Linked DNA regions of Gasterosteus aculeatus: region 1 is linked to region 2. The links are chromatin contacts, called in public Hi-C maps. All regions are on one chromosome and are shown on one strand. The core of a region is the stretch at or near the end of the contact, and the rest is flanking DNA. Distances in the headings are between cores, read along the strand shown.

What was found. Hi-C and Micro-C count contacts between places; a contact is called where the count stands out from the background.
Region 1: a contact with region 2 is called in a Hi-C map of tail fin, with 2.7 times the contacts expected there. The contact joins two enhancer-like sites. A contact is called at or near these places in 4 of 6 Hi-C or Micro-C datasets (skeletal muscle, tail fin and whole body).

Annotation. Positions count from the first base shown.
Region 1 is chr10:16,080,871-16,087,518 of fGasAcu3.hap1.1, reverse strand. No RefSeq gene overlaps it. Among protein-coding and RNA genes, the nearest start is that of irx1b, 29 kb to the left of the region's middle. Within about 2 kb of position 3,193, at least 1 of the 9 cell types and tissues checked has open chromatin away from gene starts, as enhancers often do.
Region 2 is chr10:16,022,714-16,029,889 of fGasAcu3.hap1.1, reverse strand. nsun2 (NOP2/Sun RNA methyltransferase 2) reads right to left here and starts at 6,609. Exons shown (of 19, transcript XM_040188726.2): 1 at 6,261-6,609; 2 at 5,617-5,774; 3 at 5,392-5,496; 4 at 5,199-5,304; 5 at 4,995-5,066; 6 at 4,796-4,880; 7 at 4,493-4,685; 8 at 4,111-4,185; 9 at 3,867-3,997; 10 at 3,471-3,544; 11 at 3,268-3,398; 12 at 2,876-2,972; 13 at 2,485-2,708; 14 at 2,120-2,212; 3 more. The coding sequence starts at 6,326. It overlaps srd5a1 (steroid-5-alpha-reductase, alpha polypeptide 1 (3-oxo-5 alpha-steroid delta 4-dehydrogenase alpha 1)), which reads left to right and starts at 6,942. Exons shown (of 5, transcript XM_040188728.2): 1 at 6,942-7,176. The coding sequence starts at 7,075. Within about 2 kb of position 1,904, at least 4 of the 9 cell types and tissues checked have open chromatin away from gene starts, as enhancers often do.

The DNA of each region.
Region 1 (6,648 bases), core at 1,944-4,443, 56 kb before region 2:
TGACAAAAATAAAAAAGACGGCGGGGTTGAGTTAAATTAAAGAACTCCCTTCTTTTTACATGCACGCTTCTGCTGGAGACTTTGCTTTGACTGCACCACACGAAGCCTCTTTAAAAATCCCCTGCAGAAGAAATAACAGCATCATTTTGGGAGGTCGCCACAGTGTGGCTCAAAGCATCCGTTTAGTGGATGAATGGGATTTTCATGATAAAGACTGACCATAAACGCTTTCATTTACCTTAGAAAGAGGCTTCTGCCACCTCCTTGTCTGCGGCGTCTGTTTCCTCGTTGGATTAACTGGAGAGATCGAACACTTAAACTCTTTCTCCTTTTCACTCTTTCAATCATCCGCTGCTGAGACAATTAAATCTGCACAGAAAATAAATGTTTGTTTGTAACAAGTTTTGTTTTTTTGTATTTTCTTCCAAAGTTGACACTTTTCAGAGGCTACTCATCTGCAGCGAGGTTGTTTTTGTGGAAAAAACGCCAATGCCTCTAAATAACAAGAATATATTAATATCTAGATTAAGTTTCTCAGAATGAAAACTATGTGTCATATGAATCTTGTTTTTACTGTTGAAAAACAAACACAGCGGCCTTCAACTGTTGACTTTCCCCTGTTTCCATCGTTTGCCAGCAACAGATTTATTGTTTGCTCAATTTGCTTCCTCAATTCTTCCCAATTTTCGGAAAAATAAATGAGTAAATAAATTCCACCCCAATTATCACTACAATTTAAATAAAAATCCACCATGTGAGTGCATTGAATCAGTGCTCAATAATTCACTCCCGGTGATCAGTTCGTATTTCAGCTGATCGTGGTGTGGTGTGGAGGTGCCGATGTCAGCAGCAGGCCCCGGGGCCCCGGGAGCTGCAGCCAGTGGGACTCGCAGCGGATCGTGGGGCTCTGCAGAAGGGATGCTCATTAATCACCGCGCTGCTGATAATCTCATTTAGTGCCGCCAAATTACCTCAGGCCATTGCGCGTGTGCGAGTGTGTGCAAACATTCACCCCTAATTATGGCCCCATTACTCGCAGTCCACCTCCCAGACTCCTCACGCTCGCGAGGAGCACCTGCACGTGCAAACATGTGCACGCGCCGTTATTGATCTACAGATGATAGTGGGCCTCCACGGCTGAGGAGGATGCTCGAGGTTTAATGACTGTAATTACTGACATAAACAGCAGAGGAAATCAGTCCCTGGTGCCTCGCAGGGCCTTCTCGTGTTGGCGTCTGCTGCCACCTGGCGGCCAGGAAGGGAACTGGGCCCCTTTGCTTTGTTCGGCCTGAAGAGGCAGTGCTGAAGTCTCTGGTCCTTTACCTGAGCAGAAGAAGAAAACACCGCGTGAAAATACTCTTTTATATATATATACTTTTCTTAGAACTATATACTCTAGTTATTTAATGCAATTATTTTCTGAGTGGTATATCCTAATTTTGCATTATTACTGTTGATGAATCAGCACGAAAGTTTATCCACCCCGATCATTTCACAAATGATTTTAACAGTTTTATATACTGCTTGGTCATATTATTTCCACTGCATATTAACGTATTAATTAAGAATTCAGCCCAGGACTCATATCGGCTTTTAGTTTAAAAATATGAACAACCAAAGAGAAAAAAATCTGATCCGAGCAATAAATCAGAATTGAGCGTGGCAGCATCAACATGCTATTAATGCATGCTATTAATGCATTAATGCATGCTATTAATGCATGCATGGTATATTAAAACTTGATGCTATTTTAAATGCTATTTTTGTCATATCTCAGGGGCATATTGGCTATGTAAGGAAAGAACGGATGGACTCGGATATCCACACACAGTGACTCCCTTCTCTGCTCAATTACACATTAATTTCCGTATCTTTACATAAGTAGTTATTTGCAGCTGTATTGAAGCTCTGAACCACATGTGTTCACCTTTTAATTAAATAATCACTAAACGTTTCATCGGTGAAAGGCTGTCTGCAGCTTGGTTCCAGGTGCTGCTAAGAAGTTGGTTGTCCACACTGAAGACCCCTTTCATGGGAGACAATTTGACTCCTCGTAACAGAGGTCAGCGACGGCTCGGTTCCATTAAGGGTCCCAGTGGGCCAGACGGTGAGTGAGCATCCACGCGCCAGCACCCAGGAGCATGCTCACCCAAATGGTACACTGGGTTTTTCCATTAATTTGCCAAAATATATTATTTACATATTTCTTATGAACAAGAACATGATTTCCGGGGGAGTCGGAGGGGAAAGTTTTCTTGCTTGTTACATGACACGAATGAGCATTGAGCAGGAAAATGACGCTTGATGATGGAAGAAAATCTTCAAACCTGCCTGAACTGTATCCTTTGATGGGGTATTGTCTTTTATTGTATTTCAGTGCATTTTAAACGTGTTTTTCTTATACATCATCATAAATGTGTGTATTCCTCTCTTTTAACTCTTTATCGTAGACGCGTGACATTCATAATGTCCCACATCACCATCATACAATGACAACCCCGTTCTATTCCCAGAGTCAATCTCAAATCTCACCTTCATTATGAAGTCCCGTTCAGTGTCATCCAGGTCTGCTAATAATCTGAGCGTTCAAGAGGGAAAACCTGCAATGGACTTTACACTTTGAATATAAATTGAGACAATATTAATTTAAGAAAAGAGAGTGAAACGCCTAAAAACCCTTTTCATGTGCAAAAAAGCTGCTGCCAGCAGGGGGCAGTCGTGTTCCACGCCGTGAGTTTTACGCCTCACCTTTCAAGGCCAGGGAAGAACACTTATTTCATCTGCTGTAGGATTTTGATTATTGATCATCAGACGTCTTAATTGAGAGATTTCAAGTCTCGGGCTTGAGAGCAGAGACTCGTCCAGTGTCCTCGCTACAGCCGTGCTTATCATCAGCAATGTGCCATCAGAAAAAATACTCTCTCGGATAAGGACATTTAGTCAGAGGACGCACACGGCGGTTGCTTCAAGGCCAGCGGCATTCTGGGAGTTCAGTGTCCACATGAGGAATCGGGAAGAGAGAAGGAACGACGGGACCCGGACGCCGAGCATGACAGTGATGAGTGCAGATGTCCCCCTGGAGACTCAGACCTGCTGACAATCCAACGTGGCAACATCCTCCACCCGCCACCCTCCACCTCCCCTCTCAGCTCGCCCTGCCACGCCACGTCCCTCCCACCGTCTCATCCCTGTTCACGCTCTCCCAACACGCACTCGACCTCATCAGCCAGATTTAAAGAACACACAAACCTCCCTCCTTCCCTCCCTCCCAAAGTGGGAGGAAGCTGCGGTTCTTCTCTTGCCTGCTTTCCTCTCACCCTCCCCTTGAGGAAATGTGACCCCGGGGGGCTTCGTGAATGATCTCATTTTTGCTCAGCAAACACCGTCATGTACACAGGCTGCTTTCAGGCACAGAAGCAGCTTGGAAAGAGGCCGTGTGTGTGTGTGTGTGTGTGTGCGTGCGCGGGTAAGTGTGTGTCTGCATAATGGAGTGACAAATTGGCTACTTTGTTCGAATAACAACATATCGCAATGATTTTCCGCACCAATCTGATTGATCGCCATGCCAACATTGTCCTGGCAACCACACAACCTGCCCGGGCGTGATGAAAATCACATGTGACGTGATTTACTTGGTTGACCTTCTAAACACGAGGCCACCAAAGACGTGTTGGGAACTGTTACCACTAAGAAATGAAGCTGCTGCCTTTAATCCTCAAAGTGTTGGAAGAACTTGTTCCCTTGATTGACGTCATTATTCAACACAAAGCAGAGAGCTGCGGGTGCGTCCCAATCAGTGATGTCACAGCGGGGGGGGGGGGGGGGGGGCATCAGCTGTCAAAGTCAAAACCCCTGCTGTGGCGTCACTGATTGGAGACACAAAGTTTCCATGCGCAGAAAGTAGAGCGGCAGCACTTTTAGTTTGACGGTGCGGTGAGATGCGTCCATCCGCACAGACACTGGCCGGAGATCTACGGCGATCACTTCCCAATAGAGAGAGATCAGAGGGTCCATGGTGAAGGTGTAAACTGTCAAAAGGCCCCTTGAGGTGGGGGGGGGGGTCAACCTCCTTATCTGGGTACAATAAATGTTCCATGACAAAAGGGGCCGAAGCCGGTTGTCCAGCTCGCTTGTTTCAGTGAATATCTCCGTAACGCAAAGACATCTTTGACACAACGTCGACTCCTTCACACATTTGCGTGTTTAAAGAAGAGCCACAAATAATGCACATTTCATTCCACTGAAACAAGAGAGAAGCCAGTGTTGCACAAAAGCTGGTCCGATGGAATACACGGCGTTCATCTCCAGGAAAAGGACTGATTAATGGCCGTACTTCCTGCCCATTATGTCGGCGGCTAATGGGAAGCCCGCTGCTAACCCCAAACCCTAACCTCTCTGCTCGGTGCAGAAGCATTTAACTGATGTCACACAGGAAGTATTTTTAGCACTTCACGTCAGCGCATGAATATATAATGCTCCTGCTCTAATTATCTTTGCGGACATCGATCTTAGCCGTGCAAATTGCCGTGGTTCCCTTCGCCCGGCGTTTGCTAATGCACTAATCCGTTACGGCGCGGTGACGGCAGAATGGGAGCGAGGTGGGAATCGTCTGAATTTAGCCGTTTGCTCTCCGTCGGCTGCGTCGTCACTCAACATGAGGGGGGGGGGGGGCAACCTGATGGGACCCCCAGTTCGAGTCTGCAGAGAGGCATCAGTCGCGTACTCTCCATCACGAGGGGGAGGAGCGTGGTTCACGTTTGAAACAAGGATTTCACCTGTTCCCGCCCTGCGTCCAAGGCCCCGCCCCCTCCATCACCTCTGCTTCAGGTCTGGCGTTCATCTTCTTCACGGGGTTCCTTTCTCACATCATAGATTTCTCCCACCCTCCTTTGGTTTGTCTTCCCAGACAGACCAGAGACAGAGAGAGAGCGATGCCCCCCTCCCCTCACCACTCCCCCTCTATCCAAGACACAGTAGATCAATGGCGGTGATGAGAGCCTCTGAGAGTCAGGAAAGGAAATTACACGGATAAGTTCCAGTGATGCCGACGCGAAGGGACGGCCCTTCGCTCTCATTCGCTCCTTCGTGTGGACGAGACGCAGTCAATAAGGCCTTCGATCCCGCGCGCAGCCGACTGTTAAGAAACACTACGAGCTGCAGGGCGGCCGGTTTGGAGCGAATCGTCATTTCTCTGGTGCAGAAGCAACCTTAGGCCAGGATGTGTGTAATGCATGTGCATGTTGGGGGGGCAGGGGGGGGGGGGCATTCGTGCCCTGGATGAGTGACAAAAGAAAGCATCTGTCGGGGAAACGCGCGGGCCAACAACTCATACATTATTCACTAAACGGAGGCATGATCCGGGGCAGGAGGCGTGTGCATGCACACGTGTCAGCGCGTGGCGTTTGTGTCTCCCACGACTCGTGTTCAAGTGAAACGGGAGGAGCGATGAAAGAAGTGACATAAGTGACATCAAAAGAAAAGATGCAAAGAGAATCGTTTTCTTGATGCCACCATTTTGTAGTAAACGCAAGCTTTGTAATGGTAATATAATGAATTAACGGCAGAGGAAAAGAAGTTGGTTCAAATAAAAAGATGCCAGTCACTCAATGCACTTTGATCTCCGCCATCAAATGGAAATACTCACACATTTTACCTCTAATGATAAGACACAGCTGCCAATAAACAGGTGACATGTACAAATCCATACTGGCTGATCCCCGATTTGGGAACCTCTAAAGACTGGGGGGGGGGGGGTCCACATCGATGGAATCCATTTCAATAGAATTCCTCGGATACAGATTATTAACTGATTATCTTTCATTAGGTTAGCAGGTCTGTGGAGTTAATATAATTGTGTTTACAGGGGGGGGGGGGGGGGTCCACTAATAATCAAATGATCTGTTGCTATTGGGTTTCATAATCAATGCTTGCCAGTCCATTACACCGGTAGGATGTGAACGGCAAGGACAGGGAGTCTGGGTCGGTCAGCGAAAACATTACAGAGATTTAAATACAATTTTTTTTAAAAGAGGCCTGAACAGTCCCTGATGTCATTTTGGTGGGGGTTGAGCCGGAGTCGGTGGGTGGGGGCTAAGCTGTTAATTGAATTTGATGGCGCATCTGCTGCCTTATGAAATGACATAAGATGTGTCCCGGATGTGCCCTCGCAGTGCGGCCCGTCCCCCGTCCCCCCCCCGTCCCCCCGTCCCTCCGTCCATGGAAACAAACGGAGCGATGGATTACAGAGCAAACAATCAGGCGCAGCAATTTGACCCAGGTACGAACTGTGGGTCATTTGCAGCTGGGCGTAGAATGGATGTGATGTGAAGCGTCCCCCCCCCCCCCCGGCAGTCCTGTTAGAGGTCCTTAGCTCTTGTGACAGTGAACAGCTGGTTGCCTTCTCTGATTTACAAACACGTGGGCAAGTGTCCAAGGGCATTAACTCATTCACTAAAGGACTGTGTGGCGCATCAGAAGGCCGAATCACGTCTGGACTAAAGAGCTCGTTTTATTCACCTGGTCGTCACGGTTTACGTTATTCGTTGTGTCATGTAGTTATAGCAACCTAGACCTGGCTTCTATTCGGAGGGGGTCAAAGGCACCTGGCAGGGGAGAAGAGACGGGACGTGGAAGGGGGGGGAGATGAGC
Region 2 (7,176 bases), core at 655-3,154:
TGGAACTGCACAGCTTTTTGGGTCACCGCCTTGCTCAAGGGCAGCTCAGTACGTTATGGAAGCGGACAGAGCGTTGCTCATTTCCCCTCTCGCTCCAGGCCAAGAGAACCTCCCGGTCACAAGTCCTCTACACGGCCTCCCAAATAATTGCATTTGTGGATCATAAAAGGAAGCCTTACTCGTCTTTGAGTTGCTATTTTACTTATTTAAAACATGTCTGGTGTGCGTGCGTGTGTTTCGGAATGTGAGTCGTACCAAGTTTCTTGGCCTGAGCGTGGGCGTCTTCCTGCAGTTTGCTGAGGTAGGGGTTCTCCTGGGTCAGCAGCACTTTGATGTCCTCCACGCTCACTCGGATTATCCTGGAGCGGATGTACGGCTGAAGAGTGTAGATACCCTTGTCCGACAGAGAGGAGACGCGGTTGACGCTCCGCCGGCCGACATAATAAATCTACATTCTTTATGGTCACACGGTGCACATGAAATGAATGAAGTGTATTTGGGAGTGTGAAGTCGCCCGCTGGGGAATCCAGTGAAGATGACGCATGTTTGAACACTGATAAAATGGAACGTAGAAGGTGTCGATGTCTTAGAAATAGGAGCTGTGCATCTAACTTTGCATTGCTGCGAGCTGATTGTGGGGTTGATTTGCATACAGAAAAAAGACGTGCAGATACGGTGTGAAGATTCTGACAGAATGTTGTTTTTTCACAATACAACTCTGCAATTAATAACCAGTTCATTTATAGAAAATCATTCCATCCACTTAAGATGGCGTGTGTTACCTCCTGAGCCAGTCTGAAGGGGGATCCAAACTCCTCCCCATCACTGTTGCGAGACCACACCTTCACCCCCGTGTTGATAACCTGAGAAACAAAACAAAAACTCTATTCAACCGACTGCAACCGATTCATGTCCCTTCTGAAAGCACAACCAACGCAAGTAAAGAAATAAAAAAAAAAAAGACTAATCCTGTTACGTGTGGTCTCTTTGCTTCGCTGTGTTTTGTAATCACGTACTGATGTTCGACACAACGGCTTAGCTGAAGGCATCTCCTCTACGTGACATTTAAAAAGTGAATGCTGCGATCTCAGAGTGGGAGGAACGACGTGCAGAGTAAAATACAACACTTCAGGAATAAATATCCACAGGGAATTCTTTACTAGCCTGAGGGAAGCACAGAACAATTAACTTTGAATACTAAAGGCGGGACATCCATCCAGCGAGGAAGTCCGTCCTTCCATTCAGGGTTTCCTCTAAAGCCACTAAAAGACGAGCGCGGACTCACAGCTGGATAGAAATTAGGCCTCTGACAAATGCAGATACCAGCCTTCCCTTTTTTCTCTCTCAAGGGAATTAGACTTATTGATAGCTGCTGGCATGTAAAGACAATTGAAATAAATAGATCCAGTGATAAAAACAAGTTACCCACCCCAGCTTTAAACCATCAACGTTGCAATAGATTTTCTTTGTAAAACTTGAGCTGCCATTAAAGGGCCAAGGAGGTAAACAATGGCCTCTGCACCATGAATGTGCTCCACTGTGGAAACATTGCGGTTTAGCTCCATAGAAAGTGACTAATAAGTGAGATGGATCAAACATAATGGATGGATGGAGGGAGGGACAGACACACACACAGCCACCTGTGCAGGTGATTTTGAACGATCGGCTGGTACCAATACGTCTGCACGCTGCTACAATAAACATGATGCAGTAGGTACGCTCTGTAAAACAATCAATAAGACACGAATGGCCGGCAGCTAATCATTGATTATTGATTTGTTGGATCCATTTCGTTCTACCTTATTTCCACTCAAGGAAGTGCTTTGTCATCATCAGTGTGTGTGTGAACGATCTAATGTTGTTCCCACACACACACACACACACACACACACACCTTCATGCGCTCGCTGTTGTTGAGCAGCACGTTGCGCAGCTCCTTGGACACCATGTACAAGTGTCTCTTCTTGCCATCGTGAGTCCGGGTCAGCACGTTGAGTTTGGGGAAGTTGGGTGCCAGGTCGTAGAACGATCTAGATTAAAAACGGACAAAACAAAAAAAATTGGGTGACGGGACGTGGAAAGTGTCGCGTGTGTGTGTGTGTGTGTTTGAGGGACTCACTGTATGGTGGTGAAGACGGGGTCTTCTTCAGTGAGGAACACAAAGGGGTCTTCTTTATAACCAAACAGCTTCATCTTCTTAGAGGCTGGAGGTCTGAGAGGAGACAGTTATAATTAACTAATTATTGACTTATTTAAATTTAAAAAAAAAAAAATGTCCCATGTCAAATGTTCCAGAAAAGCTTTTATATCGGAGCTTTTAATGTGGACATGGCAGACAGTGAGTTATAGAAAAGGCTTAGAATCATCTACCTCAGGACCGGTGAGGTTCATCTAAGTCATTTCTCATTAAAAGTAATCCCTTTTCATCATAATGGCTCAAGAAGCCCTGGTGGTTTTTAGTTTGTTCAGTAGCTCACGACTCACCCGCCCACTTTAGCGGCGGTCTCCTGGGCAGAGAGAGCTCTTTTCTGTGCCCCTGCCTCCTTGTCTACCGTTCCCTCTGGGCCTCCCCCCTCCACCTCCACCTCCATCTCCCCCTCCGCGGCAGCAGGGACGCTGTCGGGGGGGCGGGGCGCGTCTGTGGGTGTCGAGGCCGCCGGGGAGCCTTCAGCCTGGACCGCTGAGGCGGACGAGACGTCCCTCTTCAGCTGCAGAGAAAAGAAGCCCCAGCTGTGCTTTAGCAACAGGTGAATGATGCATTGTGGGAAGAGGGGGGGGGGGGACATGAGATTGAATGCTGCTCCATTTCCCCCCTCAAGCACAGGACAATGACAATGTAATCATCTGTTAAGTGCGCGCTTTAGTGATGGAGCACCTTGGGATATCTTCTGTTCCAGGGCATGGGGGCTTTCTTCACCAGCACAGCCACAAAGAAACCTCCGGTGTTCTGGTGATGTGGCAGAATCCTCATGCTGGCAGTGAAACACACACAAACAATCATCATGGCGTTGAGTGTAATGGGGCCGCCCACTGTGTCGATGAACACAGTTTTTTTTTTTTCCCCTCCAATAGGCAATAAAATAAAAGATGCTGAAGCAGTGTGGGGCAATGGCGCCCTCTGCTGGGCCCACCTGAGCACCTACAATGACATCATCCACCATGGAGCGAGAGGGCAGGTGCGCACGTGCACCCACGCACACAGTGCTCGCGTGCACGCGGCCCTAAACATTCGCCCGCGTCACACTGAACAGCAGCGCTTGCACGTACCATCTCTCCAGGTGCATGTCGGAGAGTTTCTCCGAGTCGGTCGGCGGGAACATGGTGGGCCGAATCTGTGTGCGACGATGGCCCGGAACCTCGGACCAGTCCGAGAACCATTGGCCCTCTTTGGTCATCAGCTGCAGGGGAGAAAACCGTTAACAGTCGGTCGGTAAACTCCCCTTTCCCCTTCTGGCCGGGGGTTCCCGTACCTTCCAGGAGGAGACCCCGGGCATCCACTTGAGACCCGGCAGGTCAGCCGAGGCGTTGGCCAGCTCCAGCGCTCCTGGGGAGGGAAGGAGATGGGAGTCAACGAGGTGGAGTTACTAAACATTCCTCCCTGGGAGCCTCCTCATTCAGCATCGCTAGAGACATTTAACAAAAAGTCTCATTTTATGCTTTCAGGATATCAGATGTAGCGATTGTGCAGCTTCGTTGTGATAATGACCAATCATTAAATGCCGATGTGTGTTTCTACCTCTGAGAAATTGTAACTTTTGACTTGTTTACTTTAGTCGTCAATAAAAACCTGAAAAATAAAACTTGCATTTGAATAAAACGTGCAACAGATGATGCTTAAACACGACGACCCTGTGAGCGCTTCTCACCTTCGCTCTTCTCCAGCAGTGCCGCGATGACGGCTTCGTCCTCTATAGGGTTGAGTGAACAGGTGGAGTAAACCATCCTCCCCCCCACAGCCAGCTGTTCAACGCCGCGCACCGCAATTCGCAACTGGAGCCTGGTGAACACACACAGAGAGACACGCTCCCCTGAAGCCAAACAACCAACCACACGAGTGCGTGAATTCCTATAGTGTCCCGAAGGCACAAACAACCCCCCCCCCAATCTCACCCGTGGAGGTGCAGGCTGTTGCTGGTCGTCCACTTCTTCCACACGTCGATGTTCTTCCTCATGGTGCCGTCCCCGCTGCAGAGCACAGAGAGCACAGACACCAGTCACGGGTCGAGCATGATCGATCTAAAAAGGAGGCCTTCAGCTGACTGTTCACATCCTCGCTGCCCTCGGGACAACATTTGCAAACAAATGCAGCTCGGTTTTGGTCATGAAATGTTGCCGACCTTCAAGGATCCCCCCCGCCTCCCTTCATTTGGACAGAAAATGATCTCCTTGATCCTCTCTGATCTACTTCCTCCAGACTGCCAACCCCTCCTCTCACTCCTGCAGCCCTCACACACACACACACACACACACACACACGCGGACGCATGCTGACCTGCAGGGAACGTCACACAGGATGCGGTCGTAGAAGAGGACGTCCTTCTTGCCGTCCAAGTCGATGTTGAGCGTGGGGATGCAGGAGGCGTCGTGGTTGACCACCATGATGCAGGGGCTGTTGAGGCGCTTGGCTTGGTGCACGAGCAGGTAGCAGCGCTTGTTGTCCACGTCGTTGGCAATGACAAAGCCCTCTGGGGTTAGAGGAGTAGGTAGCTGCTGTTTAAGTGGCAGAGGCTGCTGATTATCTCACAGAAATCACTTACGGAGCCGTGATTCCTGGCTTTAAATGCGTGCGTCTTACCAGGAAAAGGCACGTCCATGTCCGAATGGAGCATCTCGATCAGCTGGGCCGTCTTTGACCCCGGAGCTGCACACATGTCCAGGATCTGCACAGAAACGCAGGTACGTCAGCTGTTTTTGAGCCAAAAGGAGTGTGGAACACAGGAGGGAAGGAGGACAGATGTGCTATCTTTAGCCCTAATTGAGGGCGGCGCTTTCACCTTGTGGTGGGACTCAATCTTCAGGAGGAGAGGCGGGATCATACTGACGGCTTCCTGTCGGCTGATGTTACCCTGAAAGTACAACCACAAAAACGATGCTTTGTTCCAAGGAGACTTTTATAAATGCAGCCACAATACTCTTGTTGTAGCTAAAGCGGCACGGTCCAGTGTGGGAAAGCCTCTGTTTTGTTTGTGTTGACTCACCGACTCGGTCTCGCTGACCAGGAACTGGTGGAACTTCTCCAGCAGGGGAGACTTCCTGATGATCTTCCTGCTCATGTTGGTGTGCCAGGCCTGCTCATCGGGATACCTGGAGGGGAAAGACACAACATGTACCGATCTTCTGGTTTCTGTGCGCCGTGAGGGTCTTTGCCTCGCGTAAAGCAGGAGATCGTACCAAACGAGAGGCTGCGGAGCCTCAATCCTCTGACCGTCTATCTCCACCTCTTGAATATCCTTAAAGTATTTGTCCTTCAGACAGTGGAGGATTTCCTTGGCATGGCTGGGGTTGGACAAAAAGGAGACTTGCATTAACCAAAGACCCAAAGTGTTGAAACCCACGACCTTGCACCGCCGCTTGGGTCCAGATGAGGAGACCACGTTCGTGTGTTTTTACGCTCACCTCTTGTACCCGGTGATGCGGATGGTTGCCGGCAGCGGTTCCCTCATGGCGTCCATAAACTGCTCAAACTCTCCAGCAGGCACCAGGCCCAGCTCCTGGTAGTAGTGCTCGAACAGCTTATTCTCCTTGACAATGTCCGCATACCCGGCTCCCCAGCCCTGAACACACAGGGAACATAGTTAGTAATATGTTATTCTAATGTATGATGAGCATAACTGGAGAAGCACCTGGCGATTTAAATACATACTCTGTATGAGAATAAAGTTGCATCGATGTCATTCAGAAAGTTGCCAATCAGGGGTGTTCTTGGTATTGTTGGTATTGTCTCATGATGGATAATGAATAATGTAGTAATTCACAATCAGGTCCTGCACCTGCATGCGTGCCAACGCGTAATCAGCCGCACACTCCCCACCGAGCACGTAATAATCTAGACTAACGTAAGTAAGTAAGCTCCCATGTTGCCTTGTGGAACAGCAGCTGACAGCAGAAGTTGCAGCTGGTTTTTTTGCGCAGCTCCGTGACTACGTTTCAAGTTCAAGACCACCTCTGCGTCCAGTAAATACAGATGTTATACGTTAAATAATGCAGTTCACGCGTTAAGCAATACGCAGAAGTTGGAGCTGCAGAACGGCGATGCTTACTGCGTTGTCCCTGTCGTCCCTGCCGGTCGGCTGGTTCTTCTGCCGCTGTCTGCTCCTCTTCCCCATGTTGTTGTTGTTGTTGTTGTTGTTGTTGTTGTTGTGATAGCAGACGACTCTGGAGAAGAGCCTGCGGAACGTCGTGGCGGTCCGGAGGGCGGAAAACGAAGCCTGTAGGTCGGATGAAACGACCGTGGGACCTGCGTTGGAGCAACTGCGACGCCGTGTTTCCCTCGAAACGTGTTGCCTCTGACGCACGTGACTCAGGACCCCTGTAGAGGTGGCGATGGCCTGTGCCTGAAATAAAGTGAAGAAGAAAAAAAAGATTTGAGGGGCGTTCGTGCGATTTTTTTCAACAAATAGGAATTTAAATTTGACATTGCAATACGAAATGATTATGCTATTGACTTTCAAATTCAGTATGTTATTTATTTTTGTATATCTGATACTTTGCGTTCACTCCGGCTCGATTGTCTAACCGCGTGAAAGCATACGTATTATATTAATCTAAAATAATATATGAATGCAGTAACCGCTCATTGTTTACAGCAGGTGATTTATTGAAACAGATTCATGGGTCTTTATCGGTTGAATAACGTGGATGGATGACACCAGATGCCGTCTGTCTGTTCGCGCACTGTGATTGGTCCCGAGCGGGGAACGCGTGACGCGTTCTTCCGCGTCGACCAATCGCGCTGCAGAGCGAACCCGAGAGGGCGCTGGCGACACCGCCTTCCAGCTGCAAACACATTAATAACGCTGACATTTCCATTTCTGGCGCTTGTTGTTTTTTGCAACACCGGCCCGCTCGCCCACCATGGACGCGCTCCTCTCGCGGCTCTTCTCCTCGGAAGAAGAGGAGCGCTACGCGTTGGACTGCATGGCTTACCTCATGCTGGTCATGGCAGCCTGCACGTTT